2 separate regions of the Zea mays genome follow, and region 2 is linked to region 1. A link is a contact called in public Hi-C data. All regions are on one chromosome and are shown on one strand. Each heading gives the region's core, a stretch centred on a gene start, on an enhancer-like site or on the middle of the called end of the contact. The rest is flanking DNA. Distances are from core to core; before and after follow the strand shown.

The links. A called contact is a pair of places that touch in the nucleus more often than the background predicts.
Region 2: a Hi-C map of leaf shows a contact between it and region 1, with 2.5 times the contacts expected there. The contact joins the promoter of LOC100217295 here to the promoter of LOC100276004 in region 1. A contact is called at or near these places in 5 of 25 Hi-C or Micro-C datasets (bundle sheath, ear, endosperm and 2 more).

What each region holds. Positions count from the first base shown.
Region 1 is chr3:172,167,565-172,171,766 of Zm-B73-REFERENCE-NAM-5.0, forward strand. It overlaps LOC100276004, which reads right to left and starts at 2,512. Exons shown (of 1, transcript NM_001149900.2): 1 at 438-2,512. The coding sequence starts at 2,413. The coding sequence ends at 617.
Region 2 is chr3:172,404,544-172,408,745 of Zm-B73-REFERENCE-NAM-5.0, forward strand. It overlaps LOC100217295, which reads left to right and starts at 1,769. Exons shown (of 5, transcript NM_001359581.1): 1 at 1,769-2,206; 2 at 2,326-2,393; 3 at 3,226-3,441; 4 at 3,629-4,010. The coding sequence starts at 2,141.

The sequences.
Region 1 (4,202 bases), core at 1,262-3,761:
TTCTGTTATAGAGAAGCAAGTAGAAGGGTGTACTATAAGTTGTACATCGAAAAAATAGTATGTAAATTTATAGAATTAATTTTCATCTCTCACCCCATAAATTTAAGATAGGCTTATATGGTAACTTTGGAAAGTGGTGGAATGCCACATTCTAAAAAATAGTCTATTCCATTCCAATTTCTCAAATTAAAAAAAATGAAAGGAAACAAACGGGATCTAAGAGATAGCAGTAAAGGTGACAAGAGTAAAAAAACAATTGATGAAATTATCCCAAATCACAAAATATGTGAAAGAATATTTTCGTAACTTGAATTCCACTGGCAGCCAAAATTCATTCGTGTTCTTAAATAAGACATGAAAATAAATTATCGACATGTAGAATGGCGCATGGAAATCCTAAACAGAAGCTCCAGAAGTCCAGACCAAAACTAAATATTCTTCTTTGTCAGTCTAGCATTTAAATATAAATGCAAAATTATTGTAGTAAATAACAACAAACAAAAACAGGTACAAAGATGATGTTTCTTGCAAGCTCACCAGAGCTGAAAAGCTCAAAAAGAAAGGTTCTATCCAAAAGTTAATTAGCAGACATATGGATTTGAGTATCCTAGAGAAACTATGCTTCTTGGCTCGCCTTTGACTGCATTTCCTCCCCTTCCAACTCCTTAACTGCAGTTATGAGGCTGCGACTTATACCCCTTAGGCATAAACCACTATCCTCCATTTCCTCCAGGAGTTTCTCAGCTCTTCTCCAGTCCATAGCCTTGAGACACAATGACTGAATCAGTTTGTCATACTCATCCACATTTGGCTGCAACCCATCTTTCTTCATCTCCTTTAGGCACTCATTGGCCTTCTCGAAGTCCTCCATCTTGCAGTATCCACGGATAAGTATGTGATAAGCAACCCTGTTTAGCTTCGGATGAATTTTCTTAGCTTCACGAAGTAGATCATGGGCTTCATCAATCATGCCTCCTTTCGCGTAGCCACTCATGAGCACACTGTAAGTATAGATATCAGGGCTGATCCCTTGGCTCTCCATCATTCTCATCAAACCTTTTGCATCCTCCATTTCTCCCTGTTTTGACAATGCTGTGATGACAAAATTAAACACTGCATTACCAGGAGCTGGCCCAACATTTACCATCCTCATCAACAATGCTTTTGCATCCTCCAATTTCTTTTTCCTACACAAACCATGTATAACTGTGGCAAATGTCTTGCCTGCATTCTTAAGAGATTCCCCTTTGTACTCTTCAAGCTGCACCATCCTCATCAACAAATTATTTGCATCCTCCATTTTGTTTAGCCTACACAAAGCATGTACAACTGTGGCAAAGGACTTGCCTGCATGCTTAAGCGACTCCCCTTGGTACTCTTCCAGCAGCTCCAGAGCAGTACCAATGGTCTCATCATTCCTTGCCAAAGCACCAACAAGGAAATCCAAGGCTAGTTTTGGGACTGGAATCTTTTTTTCCTTCACTGCAAGATATAATGAGTGTGCCATCTTCACCTTCTTCCCCTCACAAAGGTAAATCAAAATCCTGCCAACCTTCTCACCATTAGGGAAGCAGGCAGAGCCAATCATCTTCTCACAGACTTCACAAGCAGAGCGGAACAAGGACTTCTTTCGTGCTGCTTCAATCACAAGATAATAGCTGTCACTGTCCGGAGTGCAACCAAACTCATCGAACTTGGAGAACACCTCCAACGCTGCTTTCGACTTCTCAACCTTCCAAAATATGGCAATCATTTCATTCAACAACGGTGTACTCACTGATCCTGACACAGAGCCTATTTCCTTAATCGAATCCCAAAGCAAGTAAGCGTCTGCCTTGTCTATCTCAGCAGAATCAGCTAGCTTGCTCACGAGAACCTCAAGATTCGAGAGGCTCTTGGAAGCGGGGTTATTCTTCGCGGCATAGTTGAACAGGGAAATCAGCTTCTTACAGGAGCATTGTTCAGCAGCAAGGAGGACTGCGGCTAGGAGTGGCTCGTTGAAGTCCACGGTCATGTCAGCGAGGGTGGACGCGATCTCGTCCTCGGGGGTGGACTCCACGGCGGCGCAGACGCGGGCGACCTCCTCATCGTCGGCTACGGCGTCGGCGCTGCCAGGGGAGGCAAAGATGTCGTCGGCGTGGCCAGCTTCCTCCCACATCGAGCTCAGGTTGTCCTCTCCGGCCTCAGCGGCATCTTGAGAAGCCTTGGTCGGGGAGGAGAAGGCTTCAGGGAAGGGATCCGCGGCGGCGGCGGAGGAGGAATCGGGGATGGGATCCGGGGAGGAGGACAGGAAGCGGGGAGGTGGGACTCGGGTTAGGGTTCGAGTGGGATATGGTTGTGGAGGTGGTGGCGGTGGCCGGGTAATGGTCGAGCGGAGTAGGAGCAGCGCACGAGCTCGCGAACGCCACATCATCGCCGTCGTCCTCGGCGGCGGCGAGATGTGTTCTAATTGTTGCGTGCCTCGTGGTGGAGACGTGGAGGAGGGAGGTTTCTTTCATTCTAGGGTTTAAGGCCTTCTGGGCTGGGCCTAACTATTTCTATTCTATTGGGCCACTATATAACCTTTTATTGGCCGAAATATTTTTTCTTGCTAGTAATTTTTGAAGGATATCAGAATACGAGAACAAGTATTTTTCAGTTTGGACGTTCAGCAAGCATAAGAGCAACTCAAAAAAAAAAAGCCTTAAACCTACCCCAAAATCGATATCTCTACTAACTATTAAGAGAGGAGTGTAGACTGCCCCCCTCCCTACCCTGCCCGCCCGCCCGCCCGCGAACGCCAGGATTTTCGCATCGCGCCTCCACCTCCCAGGATTGTCGCGCCTTCGCCATTTTCACCGCCGCGCCCTCGACACCACCTCCCAAGGATCCTCACGGTGCAGCCTCCGCCCGGCGCTACCCAGTCCCGCTTGCGATCCCCAACGCTCTCCCCCCACGGGCAGGTCGTTGAGGCGCGGGTTGTTGGCGAGCAAGATCTCGAGCAGGTCGGCGAGGCCGTCGAAGAAGTCGGGCGGGATGGCGTCGAAGTCGTTGTCGTTGAGGAAGGCGCGCTGGAGGGACGCCATGCCCCGAAAGGACGGGAGCGCGCTAGAGAGGCTGATCCCCTAGAGGCTGAGGTCGCGCAACGCCGCGAGCGAGGGGAGCGACGGTGGGAGCGTCCCCGCCGGGCCGGCGTTCTTGAGGTCGAGGTTGTCGACGCGGCCGGTGCGGTTGCAGGAGACGTGCAGGCACGCGCACGCGTCCCCGTCGTCGGGCCTTTACCATTCTCTTGCCTTTTTGCAAGATTCTTGGTGATTAATCTCTTGCTTTGTTTCCTTACCGCAGAAATATTAGGAGCACCTAAAGGATCAACTACGATAAATATTTTCAGTGAGTGTACCAAGGCCGAATCATTTCTTCCATTTGGTTCTGGAAGTCGAGCATGTATTGGGCAGAAGTTTGTTGTTCTTGCAATATCGATGTTGATTGCCAGTTTGCTCCGCATCTACGAGGTTAGATGCACTGGTAGCTTCTCGTTGTGACACCCACACCTCGTAATTTCTTCTACACATTGCCCTTCTACAGATTGACACACACCTCATCATGAGTGAGTGTGCCAAGGCCGGATCATTTCTTCTACAGATTGCCCTTTTTAGTATGATATGTGTTTTAACTTTTTAAACTTCTGATGTTATTTGGAACTCTGTCTCTCAGGTACAGCCTCATCCAAGTTTGTCTAAAGAAATGGACACAACAGTTGACAACAGCCACCTTCATCTCCCAAACCCTAAGATCATCCTCACCAAAAGAAGGATCTGAAGGGAGAGTTTGGCAAACGAAAATATGGCACGTTTGCTTTCACTGTATTGTTTTTCACTGGTGTTACACCAGTATATGATCTTTAGTTTCCTACCATCGTTTGGACCATGTTGAAGTTTGGAAAGGCGACCTTGGCGATGCGGAAGTGCCTTTTTTCCTCCAGATTTTTGACAGACCCTGTGTGCTTCGTTGGATCTAAGTTTTTGTCAGGTTTTTGGAGCACCCGCAGGGCTGTTAGATCACAAGAGACGTATGCTGATGTGTATAAACAGACTCGTTTTTTCAGTTGGGGTTTTTCTCCTCTCTGTGGAGAATGTAATGTCCAACGCATGATGTTTATCGTGTTGAGATGTTTTTTGATAGTTTTTTTACGTATGTTGTTGATATTGATTTTATTGGATGTG
Region 2 (4,202 bases), core at 519-3,018, 240 kb after region 1:
GGTCGGTCCCAGACTGCAAGTGCCAAATGCTTTCCCATCTCCTCCCGCGCCACCATCACCGCCGCCTCCTCCAAATCCTGTCCAGGGCCGCCGCCGCCCCAGATGTTGACCTCCACCAGAGGCTGTGCTCTTCGTCTGCAGCGTCGAGCACGAGCCTGTCGATATGGTGGCGGAAGAAGGAGATGGGCAAGGAGGGCCTCATGGCGGTGGCGCTGCTCAAGCGGCTCGCAGCTCTGCCCCCGGTGGGGTGTCACCCGCGCCTGGAGCAGTTCATGCGTTCGCACGTGTCGCAGCTCCTCCGTACCGACCTCCTCGCCGAGCTCCTCCGCCAGGACCATGCCAGCCTCTCAATGAAGGTTTAACACTCCTATCCCAATAAAATCCACATGCTCTAATGTTCAGTTCACAAGTACTCCCTCTGTTTTGTCGCGTTCAATTTTGCACTATCCAGCGACAACTAAAAAGAAACAGAGAAAATATACTGTATAAAGTTGATATGATATTGATGTATTGCCTGCCGGATATATTACTTTTTAGGTTGTTTGTCGTTGCCACTCGCTAGAATACTCCGCCATTTGTTGCACTCGCTTGATTGCCCTATTTAGCTAGCGCGTAGTAGATGAAATACCTCTATATAGCTGTTGATCTGTTTTCTTTAGACCCAATAATTCGACATACCACTATTAAGGTTTATTTAGTTCCTTTAGTCTGAGGACTAAAGTTTAGCTAGAGGACTAAAGTTTAGTCCATACCATGTCTGATTCTAAGGACTAAAAATATTCAGAACACATTAAATGAATCATAAGAGGACCAAAATACCCCTTAACATTCTCCGGTTCAATTGAAATAAAAGAGGGACAAATGTGGAATCAATATGGTTTAGTCTCTTTTAGTCACTCCTTGATGGACTAAAGACTAAGATAGTTTAATCTCTGTTTTAGTCTTACCGTTTTACAAATTTATGGACTAAATGAGACCAATCAAACGGGACTTTAGTCTATTACCTTCCTACAACCTGTTCATTTGGATTTAGTCCATATTGGTTTCTACTCCCTCCATCCACAATTATTTGTCGTTCTCACTTTTCGATGAGTAAAATACTTTTAATTTAGACCACATTTATGTACGAAAATATTAATATTTATAATACATAATTAGCACTCCATTCGTTCATAAATATATGACAACATTAACTTTTTAAAAAAAACTTTGAAGACTTGTTTTATTCAAAAAACTTTAGTTATCGTTTATTTTATTGTGATTTGTTTTATCACTTAAGGTTGTTTAAGTGTGACTTAAAATTTTACTTTTTTAAATAAATATTTTGAATAAGATGAGTGATCATAGTTTTGAAAAAAAAGTCAACGACGTCATATATTTGTGAACAGATGTAGTATTATTAGATAATTTTTTAAATCTATTTTTAGTAAAATTATTTGAAGATATAAATATTGCTAATATATTCTATAAATCTTGTTAAATTTAAAAAAGTTTTGACTGACACACGAATACTATTGCGACAACATGCTATTCTATTCTATTCTATATATTCTATTCTATATATAAAGAGCTATTCTATTATATTCTATTCTATATATAAAGAGCGGGGAGCAAAGCTGTGATTCCGTAGAGCCACGTCATTTTATAATTTTTAGCCGTTCGATTCTATCTCAATGACCAGAGAGCAAACACATGACATTCTTCACCCTACACCAAATTCTTCTGGACACTTCTAACTGTCGCGAGGGCCATTGGGGAACTCCCATCCCTGTGTTGATAGGGCCATAGCGGAGCGGCTGGCGGGTGGCGGCTGCTGCATACCGGTTTAGGGTTTGGCTTTGGGGCCTTGGGGGCGGCGGCTGTGTGGCGGCTACGGGCTGCTCGCCTAGTCGACTGCTCCTCTGCTCGCGCGGACCAGGAGCCTGCTCGCCTGCTTCTCTACTGTGTGGTGGCTGCGGGCTTCTCGCGCGGACCAGGAGCTGAGGCACCGAGCAGGGGCAGCCGGCCGTCACTTCTGCCGGCGCAGGGGCCACATGCGGGCGGCCGGGCAAGCAGGCGCAGGGGGCCGGGCAAGCAAGCAGTGCAGCAAGCAGGCGCAGCGCAGGCGGCCGGGCAAGCAAGCAGCGCAACAAGCAGGCGCATGGGGCCAGGGGCCACACGTGACCAGCAGCCAGCAAGCAGCGCAGTCGCAGCCCGGCAGTCTATGGTGAGCCTCGCGTTTCCAATTCCATGGTTTATGTTTATTGTTTGACACCGAGAAAATTATAGTGTCTAGAAAGTTTCATAATTCATAGTGATTAGTGTTATCTCCGGCCCTACCCTTAGAAGTATCCTGGCTCCGCCACTGCCCCGGCAGGTTCACGCCAGGCGGACTGCCACATCTCGCCGAGCAGGTACTTCCGCTGAGCCGCTAATGCCGTGTTCGCTGGGCTTAAGCTAGCTGCAAGATTTACCATATTACCTTTTCGAAATTCAAGCTTTGTGATTTTGGTTTAGCAAAGCGAGTGTCGGATCTGTGCTTTATTGGATGAATCTAACTATGGCTTTAGGAAGGGACTGGTTGTTTAGATCGATCGGTGCAGTCCCGCAGATTGGGATCTGCATGGTTACTCTATGCTTGCTTCAAATTAGATTACATCTGTGGATTGAGTCTTCAACATTTGTGTAACCCTTTTTATCTTCTGGTCATTAAATGCACTGTTACTTTCATTTCAATTATATAATTCACAATTGGTTTCATGTTTTTTTGAGCTGATGTTGGATTTGTATGATTTACAATTAGTTTCATGTATATGAGCTAATTCATAGATCAATAGTCAAATTTTATATTCCTGATTAGTAATGAATTCTGAAAAAACAATGGACTAAGTATAAATTTATACACCTGCATAAGTGAAGCAAGCACTTATATCATTGTCAGATACAACAGACCTAGCTAATCTTGGAAATGGTCTTCAACATTTGGGGTAACCCTTTTATCCTTTGGTCATTTAATGTTTTTTTATCGAAATGGTCATTTAATGTGTTGTTACTTTGAACTGTATAATTTACAACTGGTCATTTAATGTTTTTAAGATGATGTTAGATTTCTATGATTCACAACCCCTTTCATGTCTCTTAAGGGAATGTTATATTTGGTTTTCTACGCGTGCAGGGCACGCATCAGTTACTAGTTGGTGGATAGAGTAGTAATGTTTATACAGTATAGTGCTTCTCTCTCTGTAGATTGCAGATTGCAGCTGCAGAAGCGAACAGATCTGCCAACCTCGGCTCTAATCCACGACATCTCTGCTTCGCGCCGCCGTCCAGCTTCGTCCTGCCAGCCGACCTCATCCCCGCCGGCCGTCGCCCCAGCCACGACGCCTGGCCGTACCTGTATTTCTCATCCCGCGGTACAAGCCCCAGCCGAGACGCTTGTAGCCTTGTACCGTCCCCGAGCAGGTAATCCAATTTGCTTCACAATCTACATCATGGTATGTACAAATTGTCAAATCTGCACGGGAATCCCAATCTCCATCATGTTACACAATAGAAAATGCTAGTGCAACATGAGAAAGTCTGGACTGATGCACTAATGCAGTTTTTTATCTTAAAATCCGGACTAATGTATTTCTCACATTTTCACTAGTTTCACCAAATCCCGGTCGGTCCCAGACTGCAAGTGCCAAATGCTTTCCCGTCTCCTCCCGCGCCACCATCACCGCCGCCTCCTCCAAACCCTGTCCAGGGCCGCCGCCGCCGCCCCAGATGTTGACCTCCACCAGAGGCTGTGCTCTTCGTCTGCAGCGTCAAGCCCGAGCCTGTCGATATGGCGGCGGAAGAAGGAGATGGGCAAGGAGGGCCTCATGGTGGTGGCGCAGCTCAAGCGGCTCGCGGCTCTGCCCCCGGCGGGGGGTCACCCGCGCCTGGAGCAGTTCATGCGTTCGCACGTGTCGCGGCTCCTCCGCACCGACCTCCTCGCCGTCCTCGCCGAGCTCCTCCGCCAGGACCATGTCAGCCTCTCAATGAAGGTTTAACACTCCTATCCCAATAAAATCCACGTGCTCTAATGTTCAGTTCACGACTACATTCTCGTTACTGGTTCTTGTAGTGTAGTAGAAGAATGGACTTACTTGAAAGGAACGGTGTGCAAGGTGGCTTGCTGCGTGGTTTTGAACTTCGAATTGCAAAATGGGATCACAATAGGTCGAATCTGAAAACCA